2 separate regions of the Macaca mulatta genome follow, and region 2 is linked to region 1. A link is a contact called in public Hi-C data. All regions are on one chromosome and are shown on one strand. The core of a region is the stretch at or near the end of the contact, and the rest is flanking DNA. Distances in the headings are between cores, read along the strand shown. Region 1 holds the start of NUP54 (nucleoporin 54). Region 2 holds the start of SDAD1 (SDA1 domain containing 1).

The links. Hi-C and Micro-C count contacts between places; a contact is called where the count stands out from the background.
Region 2: a Hi-C map of fetal cortex germinal zone shows a contact between it and region 1, with 2.2 times the contacts expected there. The contact joins the promoter of SDAD1 here to the promoter of NUP54 in region 1. A contact is called at or near these places in 5 of 14 Hi-C or Micro-C datasets (CD4 T cells, blood, fetal cortex germinal zone and 2 more).

Annotation. Positions count from the first base shown.
Region 1 is chr5:57,667,027-57,670,008 of T2T-MMU8v2.0, reverse strand. NUP54 (nucleoporin 54) reads right to left here and starts at 1,656. Exons shown (of 12, transcript XM_015138496.3): 1 at 1,559-1,656. The coding sequence starts at 1,625. It overlaps LOC106998347 (a long non-coding RNA gene), which reads left to right and starts at 1,807. Exons shown (of 2, transcript XR_013417891.1): 1 at 1,807-1,853.
Region 2 is chr5:57,819,551-57,822,565 of T2T-MMU8v2.0, reverse strand. It overlaps SDAD1 (SDA1 domain containing 1), which reads right to left and starts at 1,346. Exons shown (of 23, transcript XM_078003477.1): 1 at 1,159-1,346.

The DNA of each region.
Region 1 (2,982 bases), core at 407-2,906:
CTTGCAAAATTTTTTTAATGAGCTTCAAACAACCCACATGCATAAGAAAATCTTCATAATTATCTTTTTGAATGCAAAGACGTCTAGCCTACCTTTTAGAATTCGGGGCTATATGCCATAAAATTAAACTGCTCTCTTTGAGCTTTTCCCAAAATTCCAGAAAAGAATTGGGGATTCTTTCTATAATTACACATCTTATAGAAATTACACATCTTATAGTATCCTAATCTGCTGAGTTGACCAAAGAAATACATTATTATCATTATAACACAAGTTAAAAAACAAAACAGGTTACTGCTGTTCGTATAAGACTTGTTTCTCTTTGGAAACAGAAGGACAATAAAATGAAATCTCAATGAAAGATGCAGAAAAAATGAAAAATGACTGCAGGAGTCCAAGAATCCCAGGATGGGCTTGACTGGTGGTGAGTTTATACTTTGGAAGTCTTATCTAATAATTTAAAAGATATAGTCCATTCAAAATTATAATCCAAATGCTTATCATTTGGAAGATAAGTGCACATTTAATAAAGGAACACAACTTGCAAAACTTCCCTAAACCACATCTTTTAAGGTACTAAAAACTTGATATAAATGTTTTTGATCTGAGATCAGGAAACAAATTTCCTTTCCTTATTAAACAAGTAACAGTTCCTTCCCAAACTCCAGGAACCACAATATTCTTGGACTCCAGCTCCCAACACTCGTTACACATACAACCCGCAGTATCTACCTGCACTTGCCAGACTGTTACCAAAATTGAACGGAGTCGCCGAGGTAGTAGAAACACCGAAATTCCCAATATTAAAGTTCACTGCAGGATTAGCAGTTAATCCGAAACCCCCAAAATTAAACCCACTGGCGGTGGAGTTGGCAGTCTCAAGCCCACCAAATCCTGATAGGCGTGTAGGCAAAGAAACAAAATTTTAAAAAGGGGGAGAGGGAAAAAGAAAAGAAAGCAAGGTAAGGATTACAAGAATCAGCAGGAGGTTTCACAGAAGTGAACAAACCTGGTTTTGCTCCAAACAGTTTAAGAAAGCAGAGTGGGGGTGGGGTGGGGCAGATGGAAGAAGCACGACGGATAAGCCCCATAGCGAGGACCACAAGGGGCCGGGGCTGGAACTAAGGGAGTCAATGGGAGTGCCGGTGGATCCCCAGCCCCATCCTCGCTGGCAGCGGGAATCACGCAAGCGTTCCCGCCTATCTGGGAGGCTGAGGTGCAGAAGGGAGGGAGGGAGGCTCTCGGGCAAGGTGAGAGGGGAGCAACCTCCAATTTCTCTGAGTAGAACTCCCCGGTGGCGGGAAGCGAACCGCTGAAGCCAGGGCCCTGTGGAAACTCACGCGCGGCGCGCGAGCTTCTAGTGGGACCTCGAGTACCCCCGCGGCCTCCTCGGGAGCCGCCTCGGCCCACTTTGCGGCCGCCCGCCCTTTCCCAATGCCTCTAAAGTCTCCGCGTCGGCGGGAGATCCCAGGATACCCAGATCGGAGAGTCTCGGACAGAGGGGGCGGACCAGACCCTTCCCCTCCTTCCCGGGTGAAGGTCCAGGGGGATCACTCACCCGCGGGGGCCGCGGTGGCTGCAGCGGTACCGGAGGTGCCCGAGGGAGCCCCAAAATTGAAGGCCATGTCGCGAGAGCAGGAGACCAAGGAGATTACTCCCGCGACGCGCAGCGCGCTCCTCTTCTCAGTCCGGCCCGGAAACCGCCAGTCAGATCACCGAGTTCCGCCTCCTTTCTGGCCTAGCCTAAAAGGCCGGAAGGCGCCAAGGGCGTAGGAGCCGGGTGGTTGTGAGGGAACGCCCCCAGCCGGCTCACTTCCGGTGGGGTTCACAAGATGTGGGGCATCACTGTTAAGGTAAAATGCTGGGACGCTGGCGAGGGTGTGCCTCCTGGGAGTCCTTTAAAAACTGCCGTAGGGAGGTTCTTTGGGAAAGATGTGCAGAGGCTGAAGTTGTTACTGTAGGGATACGCGGTAAACAGCTAGAATTTGCATGTGGTAGGGTTGAAGTTGCTGCCCCATCAAAGAGTGGAGCTGGGAGGTCGGGCAGCTGGGCTGGGTTTGAGAACCCACCACCACCCACGAGGAGATGGTATTTGAACCCAGTGCTGAAGGATGAGTAGGCGGAGCAGAAGAAGTAAAGAGGGTGCACGTTGGAAGAAATGAAAGAGAATGGAACTGTAGCAAACACGTTGCGTTTACTCTGTGCCAGGCACTCTTCTAGACATTTTACATAATTTAATTCTCAGCTATCTTGTGAGGTTGGTTCCTGCTATCTCCAGTTTATAAAAGAGGAAACAGGTACCAGAGGGTCAGGCTGTGTCCAGAGTCAGTACTCCTAACCACAGCTCTAAGGAGCACTGAAAAAGAGGGGAAGAGTGGTCCCCCTCCATCTTACTTGTAATATTATTTAATCCTCAGAATAACTCAATAGAGGAGATTCTGTAACTATATTTTGCAGGTGAGATGAGAGGATTGAGGTTTGGAGTTGTTAAGCAGCTTGCCCAAAGTCACCTTGCAAGTAGGTTCTGGAGTCTAGTTTTGAACTCATGTTTCTCCACTCCAGAGTCCCAATTTGTAAAAATTACCATTATATTATATTGCCTTGTAAATTATGGTAAGGATTTCAGACTATTTCTTGAGGGTAATGGGAAACCTTTAAGGGGTTTTAGGCAGAGGACTAGTATGACTAGAATTTTATTTTTAGAAGATCCCTCTGGCTGCCATGAGGAGAATGGATTGGAAGGAGCCAGCATGCCTCGGGAAGGTAGAGCTTTTAGGAGTCTGTTGTAGTTGCACAGGTAAGAGATGATGATGACTTGGATTATATCTGGCAGTGGAATTATGAGAATAAATTTGAGAGATACTTAAGAAGTAGCATATATAAGACTTGTAGTATTTGGACATGGGGAGTAAGGATTCAAGGACAACTTCCTGCTTTCTGGCTTGGGCAAGTTGGTGAATGGTGACCAGTGTCTGACTCCTG
Region 2 (3,015 bases), core at 97-2,596, 150 kb before region 1:
CTTCGGTTACACAACTGGTTAACAACAGAGTCAGGAGGACGAGTTATCTAACGGAATTATATGGACTCTCAACTTATCACTTTCTTTGCGAATGGCTATACAATGCTTTAAGCATCTCAAAGTCTTGCCTATGTTACTTAACTTCTTGTACTTGTTTCCTACTCTTTATTTCCACTATCTTGATCCTTGGAGAGGCTCTCTCTACTGGTGACCTAAGCCACTGAGATTGCCATGTGTTAAAAAGCACTCATAAAATATCTATATGTGAAAATTTGGGGGAGGAGGGAAGTGAGAAGGGCAATGAAAAAATGAGTAATTGTGTTAGCCATTCAACAAATCACAACCTGGTAGAAGCACAAACATGTAATTGCAGTAAATACCTAGCAGAGATACCTGTTTAATGCCTGTCTGATAAATGGGTGTCCGAAGGAAGCACCTGCCAGATTAATACATCAAAACCACTTTCATTTTGTCGGTACTGGGTTCAAACACCCCTAATGTTCACAACTTATATAAGGTTAGTGTACAACGCCCATCACAATGAGGGCCTAATTTTTCAACCTAATCTTTTCCCGAAGCAAATTCTGACATTCGAGTCATGCCAGTTTCCGGTAAGTTTGAATCCTGGCTTAACTACATATACTAAGCTCCCGAGTCTGTCCCTTGTGCTTGAGAAACCCCCACTCTTTCCTGGCACAGTCCACGGTACACAGCCGGCTCTTAGAAACGGACGTCAATCGAAAGCATTCTAACATACGATTCAATAAGGGTTACCGACTAATTCAAGTTTGGGATTTCTGAAAAAAGGTTGAGAAACCCGAGTGGAAGTTGGTGGTTGGGTGCGGCCCATCTCTCCCTCTCCACCTCCGTGCGGTCGGAGAAAAATATCTTAAAACAAAATGAGGTTTTAAAGGTGTTTCAGCGGCAGCAGGGTCTACAGGGCAGGTAGAAAATCCAAAGGGCAACAGATTTTCAAGAGGTGGGGAACGAACCGTAAGGCATGTCTCTTCCCCAACCCCTTCTCTCCTCTGGAGGGACCCCTGAACCTAACAGAATAGGCGGCGAGCCTGGATCCCAGCCCCACTCTAATGCTTTCCCCCACTGGCGTCTCAACTATCCACCATCCGGCCTCTAGCGTTTGCTGCGCCGCACTCCCACCTCCTCGATGTAGGCCGGCGGGTCTCGCTTGATCAGATTCTGTAACTGCGGCAGGTTGCTGGGCAGCTTGTTGTTGTTTCTGCTGGACATTTTGGCTGCAGACTAGCGTCGCGGCGAGCACTTTTAATAAAATTCAGACGGCCGGCCAGCTACAGCTTGGACTCGTGTTTCCGGGCATGACCGGAAACAGCACATGGGACGCTAAGCAGGGGACACCGTAGCGGTTCCTAAAGCGAATTATGCTACGGAAGCCTCAGAATGTCAAAATTATTCTCGTTGCCAAAATGCTCTGTGGTATATTGGAGAGCTATCCCCCCAGTGTCCCGCCCCTCGCCGTTGGGCATATGCTACTACTACTTCCCAGCGTTTCTGAAAGGATCTGAAATGTGAATTTTTTCACGTGTATTAGCATATGTCATCATCCCGACACCCATATGAAGCACCAAAATGAGGATTAATAGTTTGTTTTTAATCCCACTGTATAAAGTTAGAAACTCACTACTGTAATCCCAGCAGTTTGGAAGGCCAAGGTGGGCCTGAGGTTGGGAGTTCGAGACCGGCCTGATCAACATGGAGAAACCCAGTCTCTACTAAAATTACAAAATCAGCCGGGCGTGGTGGCGCATGCCTGTAATCCCAGCTACTAGGGAGGCTGAGTCAGGAGAATCGCTTGAATACGGGAGGCGGAGATTACGGTGAGCCGAGATTGCGCCATTGCACTGCAGCCTGGGCAACAAGAGCGAAACTCCGTATAAAAAACAAAACAAAACTGAAAAGAACTATGGAAACTAGATAGCACTATTCCCTCTTAGGAGAAAAAAGAGAAAGGAGGGTCATATAAGTTAATGTGTATGATTTTAGATATGTTCTCAATTTGGTTTTGGTTGTTTCAACTTAGCGTGACCCTTAGGGAAAAGAGTGCTGGATGAAATGTGATCATGTTGACCATTAAGAAATGCAATTAATCCGTTAAAGTTCAACCATCGTTATAAGCTCCGTAAGCACTCCTCAGCCAGAGTTTTTAATTCAGATCATGGTAATTCGAAGAGGAGAATACGTTTCTACAATCTCAAGGTGTGAAAAATCAATAAGGGTTGAATGAATGAGGTAGGGTGTTGTCAATTAGAGAGAGAGAGAGAGAAAAAAAAAAAAAACCTAATTACCCACCCTGTGCCAGGCACTGTTCTGAGCACTTGTATTAACTTATTTAATCCTCAGAACAGCCCTCAAAATAGGTGCTATTGTTATCTCCATTTTACAGAAGAGGAAACTAGCTCAGGGAGATTGCCGCAATTCATAGCCTGTGGGGAAGATGAGATTTCAATCTAGGCAGTCTTGATTGTAACTACATGAGAAAAAACATAGCCTAACAGCTGGTAACTGGTTGCTGGTCTGGCAAAATAGCCAGATGATAGTGTTCTGCTTAACCAAAGCAATTTTACAGAATGCCAACCTCATCTGTGACCATGATAACATGAGCCCCAGATAAAAGAACTCTGTAATCACACCTGCACACAAAATAAAGAATGCTCCACAAACCATGTTATTCAGTTGCATTTGGAGAATGACTTATTTATTAATTATCAAATCAGTTACTTGTGAAGAAATAAGTGTAAGCAATAAAAGTTTTTTAAAAAGCATAGATTTAAATTAAATATTTTTGGTTAGGTTATTTTAGTGAGGGCATAAAAAGCATTGTCAAAACAAAATCTGGCTCAATGTGGTAGCTCAAGCCTGTAATCCCAGAACTTTGGGAAACCAAGGTGGGAGGACCACTTGAGCCAGGTAGTTCAAGACCAGCCTGGGCAATATAGTGAGACCCCACCTCTACCAAAAAATTAAAAAATCAGCCAGGCG